4 separate regions of the Mus musculus genome follow, and all the other regions are linked to region 2. Evidence: chromatin contacts called from public HiChIP or PLAC-seq and promoter capture Hi-C data. All regions are on one chromosome and are shown on one strand. The core of a region is the stretch at or near the end of the contact, and the rest is flanking DNA. Distances in the headings are between cores, read along the strand shown.

Region 1 (2,700 bases), core at 75-2,574, 620 kb after region 2:
CACCATATATATGGACTGACCCAGGCTCTCATGAAAAGGGGGGTCCCTAGAGGAGAGCGGCAGCAGGTTCAAACTTTAAAGAACAGTTTGGTAGGTAAAGGGGAGGAGTTTGTGTGGCAGAAAGAGCCCAGTTCAGGTGCCAGGGGGTTAAGGTTTTTGTCCCTTCTCTGACTCCTACAGGCTGGAAGAGATTGCATGCACCTTTTCTTTCTCAGAAGTACTGTTTGGTTAGACAGATGAACTTTGAAAGCAGCCCTGTGGGCCTGTGGGTCCTTGTGACGGCATCTAAAGCAACCCAGATCCCAAGGGAGGTAGTCTTTCTCACACTTGCTTGGCGCCCAGCACCATGTCTGACACAGCAGATATTTACTGAAGGCAGTGATGCTCGAATGACAAACACTAAGATCAACCTCTTGGACAAAATTGGAACCCATCCTGTCTTTTGATCACCAAGTCACTTGGGATTTCTGCTTCCTATCATAAGGAGTAAGATGGCAGCGAGAGAGACATCCTTGAGCCTCTTGTTGGCAAAGCCTCGAATGAATGATAAAGCGGGTCACAGAATAAGCAACTCTACAGATCACAGACCCGTGAGAAAGCCGGTTTGAGCCAGTTTACATTTACTGAGCACCAACTGTGCCTCCATTTGTTTTCAAGTAGCTCGGGGTCTCAGAGGGCTGCACAGAAGACCTTGGTGGCTTTGAAACGCTAATGCCCCTCAGTGACAAGCTGAGTTACCTCAGGTGAGGAGGCCATGGTGTCTTTCTTAGCTTTCTTCCATTTTCATTTGTAAAGTAAAATGGAAACCGCTCCGCAGCACCACGTTATGGGAAGGAAATTAGCACGTGGAGGCAGAGCGCTTCATAAATGCTAGTTATTATGGTTCCTCTGGGCGCACAAGTCCGTTTGCCTCCCCCTCCCCCCAGGGCACACAGACGTGTTCACACTCCCACGTAAGTATAGATGCACAGAGGCGTGAGCTAACGCCAGCGGAAGGAGCTCAGGGGTCCTTAGACCCAAAACCCAGGTTGGAACCCGTGGAGAAGCTGCCGGGTCTTCAGCTTCCGTCTTTTTTTCTCAATTCTTTATGAATGAACTAAAGCCGAAAGGAGTTTATTTTTTTATGAATGGAAGTCCAAAAAGTGAATGAAGCCAGGAGCCAGCCCCTACTTTCTGATTGGTCTTCGTGGCTGGGAAACTCCTCCCTCAAGCTCAGCTAGCCGAGTCTGAGGATTGGCGGGCGTGCCCGGCCCTGGGGTTTCATTCACAAAAGTCAATGAAACAAAGGGAACCGGTGGGGAGGGGCGGGGGAAGAGCGAGAACGGAGGCCAAGGCAAAGGAAATGCACCAATCAGCTGCTCCCCCGGGCTCACAACTGTCTGCTGCGCCCGGAAAACAAGCCGGGGCTCTGGGGACCCGGGGCTCAGGCCGCCTCGCTCCGGCCTAGCCCCGCCACCTTAGTTGTGTCATCCCCCGGGCATGCTGAGCATCCCCCCGCGGCTCCGGCACAGACGCCCGGACCTCAGGTGAAGCTGCGGAAGGGGAAGGAAGGGAGAGTGTCTGTGATTTCCCCGCTTCATCTCCCACACACCACACTCTCTCTGTTCGGCGCCCGCTTCCGCACATTCCGGGGCGGGGGTGGGAGGCGTCGGGATTCGAGGCTGGAGGGGGCGCCTGAGTTATGGGCGTGCGAATGGTGTGCGCCGCGCGCGCGCGCCCACATACACACACACACACTCACACACGCGCGCACACACACACGCACACACACGTCTTATGTAACCCAGTTCGGGCTGAGCAGGGCTGCAGAAAGCAGACACACCAACCCCAGCTCAAGGGAGCAGGTGGGACCTCCTTTGGCGGGAGAGGAGTGGCGGTGGAGGCGCTCGGCCGCGCAGGTCCCAGCGAGTCGGAGAAGTTTCGCTGTCCGATCCAAAGCCTCGCGATCGCCCCCTCCCCCCCGCAGCGCTCCCGGGACCGTGTGCGAACTGCCTCCCCCCTCCCAGGTCTCTGCCTCCGCGCGGGGGCCCGGCCCTGTGGCCGGAGGGAGCGGCCGGATGGAGCGGAGGATGAAAGGCGGATACTTGGACCAGCGAGTGCCCTACACCTTCTGCAGCGTGAGCGCCGCGCCGGCCTCCACGCCCGCCCCCGCCCCGCACCCCGCCCCTACTCGCCCCGCAGCCCCCTCCCGGGGGGTCTCAGTGGGTCCAGGACCGCCTGGCCCCTGAGCCACCCCGGGACCCCACCCCCAACCCCAAGCTAGACTCCTCAGGGTGATTCGGGGGCATTCTTCCCCCCTCCTTCCAGCAGAAATCTCCCGGAAATGGGAGCTTGGGCGAAGCGCTGATGGTCCCGCAGGGAAAGCTCATGGACCCGGGCTCCCTGCCGCCTTCCGACTCAGAAGGTAAAGAAACAGACAAACTGCGACCCCTCTGCTTAATCCACGTACATCCATCCCAAAGCCTTATCCTGGACTTCCCCAACCCACGTTTCCCCAAAAGTCAAACCACTCATTCTTCTCCGTCCCTTATCACCAGTGGGGAGGCTGTAACCCGGGCTCGCCAGGTCTCTTCCCCATATTATCGCCACCTCTTCACCAATCCAATATTCACCCATCAGATCTCTTCCAGGACCTCAGTCACTTCCAAGAGACGTGGCTCGCAGAAGGTGAGTAGTTTTGTTTCCTTCCTAAAATTAGAA
Region 2 (2,700 bases), core at 170-2,669:
AGACCAGGCTGGCCTCGAGCTCAGAAATCCGTCTGCCACTGCCTCCCAAGTGCTGGGATTAAAGGCGTGCGCCACCATGCCCAGCTTTTGTGTTACTTTTAAGCCAGGTTTGGGGTGAGAGGACACAGGATAGGACAGGGCAGCACAAGCGACACTTCACTCGTGACTCTCCTGCCGCCTCTGCCTCACGGCCAACCGACTGCCCGGGCCTTTTGATCATTGGCTGCTTTCCTAACTACCCGTTTGCTCTCACTCCGCCCCCAAAGCTGGAGGATCCGAGCCATGGAAATGCCGAAAGGGTTTTCTCAGGGTAAAGTTATGGTTGGCCACTTGGAATCCACGTGCTAGCTGGGCTGGCTGGGCGGCTCCAGCGCGGTCTGCAACCAGTTGGGGACTGAGGGGCGGAGACGGTAGTGACGTCAAAGCCGCGGCCTTTTCTTCTTAAAGGTGCAGCCTCACACCGCGTGTTCCAGTTTCTGTTAACACCGTTTTAGCTTGGAAGTCTTAGAGGCGAGGCGGGCGGTGGGGTGCCGGGTACTGAGCTGGTGCGGAAACAGCGCTGTTTGCAAGCCCACCGGGGAAGGCAGCGGCAAAAGTTTTAACTTGAGTCCATTTCATTTTCTGTAAAATGGGGGTACCTACGTCTGTAATTACCTACTATGAAAAGTTTTGGTAGAGGCCATTTCTGGCCTACATTGGAAACTATGCCAGCAAAGGTTACGTAGATCGTCTTGGGGGAAAGAAACAAAAAACTTCTAAGTATTAAAAGTGGTAACAGTCTAAGATCTGTCGCGAAACACTGGTTTTCTTTCTTGCTCTACGTTCTCTGTGTCCTCGGCCCAAAGAGGTCCTGTAAATTTGCCCAGGGCCACACCACGTCTAGCCCAGGTTGCAGGTCGGCTGACAAGGCTGCCCTGCAGGTCATAAAGCGTTCTGGGGTTGCAACCCCGTTTCATCATCCGTAAAAGAGGATGGTGATTCCAGCCAACAGGCTCGCCATAAATCGTAAACTCCCGCCACGGAGCTAAGTGGGCAGATGTTTGCCATTGCTGTCCCACACTCTGATGACCTTGAAGAACCGACCCTCGCGGCAGCTGCCTCGTAAAAGGACGCGGAGCAGCAATACCCAAGCGGTCAGGAAAGTTCCAGCGATCGCAGGTCTGGACTCCCCGGACAACACTCCTGCAGGGCGTGGGCAGAGGAGAGCTACTGGAGCCGGGTGCAAGCGCCGTCCAGTCGGCGACCTTGACCTGCCGGCCGCAAGGAGCGCGGGGCCGCGGCGACCCGCCCACGCGGCCGCGGCGCAAGGGCGGAACTGGGGGGGTGGGAGGAGGGCCGCGAGTGGGCGGAGCTCGTTGCACTCCGTGCGCGCGGCCGGTCGGCCACGGGGCGGGGCTTCGCCTTCTGGGGGCGGAGCCGGTCTCACCGCTCTCCCGGGCGGCCGCTGTGCGAAGCGGGCACGCGCGGACCCTGCACCGGCCGCGGAGCCGCTATGGGCCCGCCAGGCCCCTGGCGTGGCGCGGCGCAAGGACCGGCTCCGAGCCAGGTGGGCGGGCCTGGGCTGGAGTGGGTTCTCCGAGGGTCCCCGGCTGGGAGGGGAATCGAGGCCGCGGGAAGGGGGTGGGCCTCTCCGTGAACCCCTTTACTGGGCCTGGGCATGGAGTGCGGCCGAGTCTCGGTGAAAGGGTTTGTTACTAGGTCTCTGCTTCCATCTCCGCGGCTTGTGTTTAAGAGAGAGAGGAGGCAGACAGAGAATGTCCTGCCATCCAGGCCTCACGGCCTGTCCTCTCTGGCCCCAGGCAGGCAGTGTGGGGGAGGGCCAGCAATCTTGGGAAGGAAGGTGGACCTTCCTCTATCAGCAGATTTGTTTACACGTTTCTCTCGGTGCCCGACTCGACCTCTCCTCGCCCGGGGCGCTCATGTGTCCGCCCAGATGTTGGGTGGAGGGGCTCAGGTGTTTGATCTTTCGGCCTCTGGTCTGGAGGAGCATGTGGCTGAGAAAATAGCCATCACTGTCTTTGGCCGACGGCTATTCTAGCTTCTTTCCAAACGAATGACGTAACCTTGAAGGTCACAGCAACCTTTGAGCCTTAGTTTTCCCCTCGGCAAAGTGAGCACATTTCTAGATTTTAAAGATTATAGAGGCAAACTCTGGATGAGACCTGAGTGCGCTGTCGTTAAAGTCCCAGAGCACCTTAGCTCATGCTTGCTCCCCACTCCCCCCACTCAGGCCTGCCTTGTCAGGGGGTAAGCTCCATTTGACTGTGGTGTGTGTTTTCAGGATTGAAATTCCAAGATGGATGATCAGGACCCTGGGGGCATTAGCCCCCTTCAGCAAATGGTGGCCTCAGGAGCCGGGGCTGTGGTCACCTCCCTCTTCAGTAAGACCTGGGGAGATGGGGGATGGGGCAGCTGGGGGTTAATGTGGGCTAAAGGTTGGAGGCAGTTTGGTTCTGATAAAGAAGAGGGTGAGTGGTGTCCTGAAGGAACCTTCAGACCTACCTCCTTCCCCAGTGACACCCCTGGATGTGGTGAAGGTCCGCCTTCAGTCTCAGAGACCCTCGGCAACCAGCGGTGAGTACCAGATCAAGGCGAGCTGCCTGACAAAATAAGGATTTCCCAGAGATGGGGTTCTAGTGGGGGAGGCTGCATTCCTGACCACCAGGGCTGACCTTTGTGTTTCAGAATTGACAACTCCCT
Region 3 (2,700 bases), core at 99-2,598, 860 kb before region 2:
TTTCTGGCCCAGGGGAGAGGGGTGAGTCTCTCAGGTTCTCATCTAGTTGGCTTTGTTTCCACATAGAAGTCAGGCTATGCAGCTCAGACTAGCTTCAAACTTGTCATCCTCCTGCCTCAGCCTCCTGAATGCAGGCCAGGTTGTGGGGTTTCCACATTGTCTAAATGAATGGCCTTTCTCGGTGTCCAACAACAGATGTCGGCTTGAACTTGTCTCCAGAAAGAAGCTAGGTCTGCAAAGTGGTCACAAGCAGACAGTGGTCTGGCCCTGGCTCAAACCTTTCCAGACAGGCCGTTCCTTATTTCTCAAACCAGCCAAGAATATGGCTGCCACTCCCACCATACCACCAGTCCCTGCATCTGCAGTTAGGATTCCTTGCAGAGTCTCTAAGGTCGCAGCGCATCTTTTATTCTGGAAACATTTTTTTAAAAAACACATATTTGTAATTTCTTATTACCAGTAAACAGAAGCTTGTGGTACAGTAGGAAGCCCATTAGCAAAGTTAGAAAAGAAAAAAAAAATCCATAAATTCCCTACACTCTTTCCCGGCCCCATAAAAAGGGCACTGTAGAGAGCACGTTTTCAAAGACCAAGTCTTCCTGACTCTGTAGTTTAGAATGGATCCCGTGCTCAGCACACACACCATGAAGCTTCTCGGGGTGGAAGGAGACTGTACCACATCTGCACACTCCCTTAGAGCGTTTCAACACCCGGTCTGTCCTACATAGGCCTTTGGCTCCCCACACTTCTCGAGGGTAGGCAGAGCAACCTCATCTCCACACACTTTACAGAACCGGGCTCACTCTACGTGCTCCATAAAAATGTTTCTGGCCCCACCAGGCCCCCACGAAGCAGCCTCGCCCTCAAGCAGAAAGCAGAGAAACCCAAGACCTCAGAGCGAGAGCGCCCCGCCGTCTCCAAGGTAACCAAAGCCGAAGCCGGGAATGCCCACGCATGCGTACAGTCGCCCTTCCTTCCCGTAACCTCAAAAAGAATGCAGCCCGTAAGATTTGCCAGAAGGCGAGAGCGCATGTGTAGTTCAACCAACACCCTGGCCTCCTTCGCCTACAGACCGCCCATCCACCCAGCCTTCGGCGCTGGATACCCTGGCCGGAAACAGTGCCCATTTTGGGGAGGCCTCGCTAGCCAATCGCTGCTGAGGAGTGGCCGGCAGGCCGACCGGATCAAGGCGTTTTATTGGCTAACTTATAGGAATGGGTGGGATCAAGGGTCGCGGTGCGGCCAAAGAAAGGAGGCGGGAAGCTAGCAAAGTCGCAGCCACGGGGGGAGGCGTGGCCCGGGGCGGGGATAGGCACGGGGGCGTGGTCGAGGAGGGGCAGCAGGGGCCCGGAGCGATCGCTGGCCAGCGAAGCGCCACACTCGCTTGTTTGAGGACAACGGCGCTCCGCCGGTAGGTGACTGGGCAGAACCCCGAGTCCTAAAGCGGGACGCCGAGGGAGCGGGCGGGGAAGGGGCGCCTCCCAGGCGGGGACTGGGTTGCAGCCGGGCTGTCCACGAGGGATGGCTGGGAGGGGTGGCCGGGTGACTACGGTCTAACCCGCTCGCACGCTCAGCGCCATCAGCGCCACGCTCGAAACGCCGTGCTCGCCTAGAACCTCCAGGCCGCGCACCCACGGGTCACACGCTTGCCCGGAACGCGCGCGGGTACTGTCTGCTTCCCTTTCCCCAACATCCGTGCCATCGAGTTCAGCCGCCCTACTGGCAGACCTGGCTCCTAAGTGTCCCCCAAGAGAAGGTGATCGCTCCACTGCCCTAGCAGTGACATGAGCAGCCTTTCCCTTTGAACTGCTTGGGATCACTTGTTCTGAGAGGATCACTGCTCTGGGCACTCAGTAGAGCAATGCTAGTCGCTGATGGTGCTGTCCTCCCTCCTCGATGGTCCTTACCCTTCTCTAATTCTGTGTTCTACTCGGAACTTTTGGAATCTGTTTATATGTACTAGTCCCGTCCTGGAAGCTCTTCCCGGCTCTGGCAACTTTCAGCCACCTGTCACCAAGTGAAAAGAAACATTTGTCTGAGGCAGAGATTCCCACCTGCTTTGGAACCTCATCATGTTCATTAACTTCAGACCTCCCCCCCTCCACTCCCCACCCCCCAGTTGAGATTAAAAGATGGCTGACAGCCCTAAAGGATGGATAGGGGTGTGCATGGGCTGTCAAGTGGATGAGTGGAGAAAAGTTTCAAATATCAGTGTCTTAATGACATGTTGTTGTTGTTGTTGTTGTTGTTAATTGGAGACAATGAACACTAATGACTGGATTAAGGGCGCTAAAAGAATGAACTGAACGAGGAGTGGCACCATGACCAGTGGACTTCGGAACACTGGCGAGTATCTAGAAACATAGTCTCTCTGAAAGATTAGAGGATTGTTTCCTAACTTCAGTTCTGCAGGGTTTTGCTTAGTAACTTTCCCATTTAGTGGTAGGTGTGGTCAGATGCATAGACTGTTGTCCAGTTGGTAAGCGAAGTACCTGAACCAGGTGTGAGGGATGATATGCCTCGTCTGTGGCCTCAGAGCCATGAGTGAGGGTGAGTTCTCCAGATCCCTGAATAAGAACAGCATAACCTAACTTTGATAGAGAAAGGGGGGGGGGTTGGGGTGATCTTTTTGCTGTTAATGTGAGAGGATGCTTTGAAGACTCTTGACTTGCTTATGATGTATGTGTGTATTTCCTCTTG
Region 4 (2,700 bases), core at 92-2,591, 620 kb before region 2:
CTGTCTCAAAAAACAAAACAAAACAAAACAAAAACAAAAAACAACAACAACAACAAACAACCACTCAATCACACACCCACAAGTCTCTACACAAAAATATACATATGTATACATACATACATACATACATACATATTGGGTGGGGGCGTTAGAGCAGCAGGAAAATAATATGAACTTAAATACATCATTTTTCGTGACTGGCTTACTGATGTACTGATTGGAAAAACAAAGACAAATACAAATTCTCAAATATCTGGCCCATTTCTTCTTCTCTACTAACAAAAGACTGAAATTACTTATAGTAAGACCCTGACCTACACAGTGACCTGTAACAGTACTAATCCCCATACCCGAGAGACAAGAACATCACCCCAAGTTTGGAGTCAATCTGTTCTACATTGTATGCCCCAGGCCAGCCATAGCTACACAGTAGAACCTGTCTAAAAAGGCAAAACATAACGAACAAAAAACCCCAGGGAGACCCTAAAGTACAAGACGTGCAGTAGTACCCCACAAATACCACATGTTCTCCAAGAAGCAACATCAGTTTATTGAAGCTTTGAGGCCCTTCACTAAATTAACAAAGTGAAGGTACAATGAAATTGACTCTTCACCGATTATTTGAGGCAACAGACACTGAATAAATCAAAACATCACATCACTAATAACATAGGATCATAGTGAGTTTATATTTCGGACTTGTCTGGCAGTTATATTTTACAACATAATTATATGCATGGCTTGTATAGCCTAGTGAATTTCCTCATTGAGCGTGAACTACAACGAAATGTTTTATTATTAGTTTATGGCTAGTCACGTTTCTCATACACCTTTATAAGTAACGTTCCTTCTGAACCGCAGCTTCTAGATTGCTCTGCATTGTACTACTGAAATCTACCGTTCAAAATGTTCTTTTCCCCCATCGTGCCTAAAGCAAGGGAGTGGTACACTAAACAGAACTTTTATATAATAAAAGTATTGCATGTCTCCGACCCTTAATATCTGAGCACCCATCCTGGTAAGTGACAAAGACAAAAACCAATCGCTAGGTAGGATCTCAATGGCTTAGCCAATAAGAACATGGGGGTGGGGTTAGACTAAGCTCCCGGTGACTTCCCCGCACCCCAGATACCCAGCTTGTGGGAGACCGGACAGGAATTGGGCTACGATGATCTCGTTACCTCCTGTTGTGGCTGTTGTCCTCCTCGTTCTCGCAATCGCTGCAGTGCTCATGGCCGTTTCCATTCCCTTCCATCATCAGTGGCAACGAAGGTGCCGGCAGCTTCACTGCTGTCTCACTCTCATCCGCCATCTTGGGTTGCGAGAGCCGGACTCCGCGCCCCGCTACATGGAGGGCTCCTATTGGACAGAGGAAGTACGCGCTGTATTCTGGGTTTTGTAGTTTGTGTGAAGAAATCTGCCACTAAGGGTGGCTTGTTTTCAAAAAACTGTACCGATGTGGACTACAAAACCCAGAAATCATGAAGGGACGCTGCCTTGGGAGGAGCGGGCAGCAATTCCGGAAGCCCCTAGGTTCGGCCGCCCTCTGAGACGAAGGGCGCTGTACGCCTTATAGGGTGGTCGCGGGGCACGCTGGGAGTTGCAGTTCCATGTTGAATTAGAGTTTCGCAAGTAAAGGGCTTGCAAAGTCCAAGGTTTTCAGGCCGCCCTTGGTAATCAACAGGCCACAGATGAGCCGTTATCGGCTAACGTTAAGGACCGTTACCATTCCTGGGTAAGTGAAAGACACTGAGGTTCATGGCTGCGATTCTCCAGGAGCTCAAATGCCCTTACAGAGGACTTTCCTATAGGTTTGCTCTCGGCTGCCTTCCCTACTCCAGCCTTTAGGGAGACCTGGGTCTTTGGAAATCTAAAACCGAGAGGCAGTGCATTGAGGTGTGTGGAACACTGCCCCCGAGCCAAAGACTTGATTGCTTGCAGGGGAGGCTTACCATTTCTTGGCTTCTAATTTTGCACTGCGCTCTTCTTCACATTTCCCTTTGATTCTCCTCTAGAGCCTTCCATAACAAGTCTTTTTTTTTAAGATTATGATAATTACACCATTTCCCCACTTCCCCTTTCCTTCCTCTAACCCCTCCCATATACACCCCACCTTGCTCTCAAATTCATGGCCTCTTTTTCTTTAGTTGTTGTTACATATGGGTGTGTGTGTGTTTTCCTAAATATATAAATATAGCCCGTTCAGTAAGCATAATGTTGTATGCAAATGATTTCAGGGCTGGTGTGCCTGGGAAGAACTATTTCCTCCCCCATTTTTAGCCTTCCTTAATTGCCTGTAGTTCTTAGTCTGGGGTTGAGGCCTCACGAGCTCCCCTACTCCCAACACAAGACTTTAATGAGCACTTACACGCCAGGCTCTGGCGTAAGACTTTTTGTACCTGAATTCCTATAATTTTAACAAGCTTAGAATGTGTTATGCCATTATTATTCCTTTTTCACAGATGAAAAGACTGTTCCAGAAAAGTTGGTACATTGTTTGTAGGCGGCAAAATCTGTCTATAAATCTGTATCTACCTACTCTGTGCCCTCTGTAAGGCTTCACCGTCACACCAGTCACACTGTTGGATCCAGGCAACTTCCAAGGACGAATCAGTTATAGCCAGGTAAATGCAGCATCTATCTTAGAATTGCCTAAATGCTTCTGTCCCTCTGGGCTTTGTCCTGTAACTAGCTAGTCTA

Evidence for each region. Promoter capture Hi-C pulls out the DNA fragments that hold promoters and counts their contacts. HiChIP or PLAC-seq counts read pairs in DNA pulled down with a chosen protein or histone mark.
Region 1: a FOXA1 HiChIP or PLAC-seq map of pancreatic cancer cells shows a contact between it and region 2. The contact joins the promoter of Etv4 here to the promoter of Slc25a39 in region 2.
Region 3: a contact with region 2 is called in an HNF4G HiChIP or PLAC-seq map of pancreatic cancer cells. The contact joins the promoter of Map3k14 here to the promoter of Slc25a39 in region 2. A contact is called at or near these places in 2 of 115 datasets of contacts at active chromatin or transcription factors (microglia and pancreatic cancer cells).
Region 4: a promoter capture Hi-C map of liver shows a contact between it and region 2, with 2.4 times the contacts expected there. The contact joins the promoter of Nmt1 here to the promoter of Slc25a39 in region 2. A contact is called at or near these places in 1 of 39 promoter capture datasets (liver), 1 of 484 Hi-C or Micro-C datasets (CD4 T cells) and 1 of 9 other capture datasets (adipose tissue).

The regions. Positions count from the first base shown.
Region 1 is chr11:101,783,934-101,786,633 of GRCm38.p6, reverse strand. Etv4 (ets variant 4) reads left to right here and starts at 1,324. Exons shown (of 13, transcript NM_001316365.1): 1 at 1,324-1,526; 2 at 2,007-2,117; 3 at 2,311-2,404; 4 at 2,620-2,667. The coding sequence starts at 2,058. It overlaps Gm39392 (a long non-coding RNA gene), which reads right to left and starts at 1,313. Exons shown (of 3, transcript XR_880221.3): 1 at 1-1,313.
Region 2 is chr11:102,406,236-102,408,935 of GRCm38.p6, reverse strand. It overlaps Slc25a39 (solute carrier family 25, member 39), which reads left to right and starts at 1,419. Exons shown (of 12, transcript NM_026542.3): 1 at 1,419-1,546; 2 at 2,282-2,381; 3 at 2,515-2,574; 4 at 2,686-2,700. The coding sequence starts at 2,297.
Region 3 is chr11:103,266,049-103,268,748 of GRCm38.p6, reverse strand. It overlaps Map3k14 (mitogen-activated protein kinase kinase kinase 14), which reads left to right and starts at 1,348. Exons shown (of 16, transcript NM_016896.3): 1 at 1,348-1,411.
Region 4 is chr11:103,027,184-103,029,883 of GRCm38.p6, reverse strand. Nmt1 (N-myristoyltransferase 1) reads right to left here and starts at 1,341. Exons shown (of 12, transcript NM_008707.4): 1 at 1,182-1,341. The coding sequence starts at 1,312. It also overlaps a transcript of Dcakd not described here.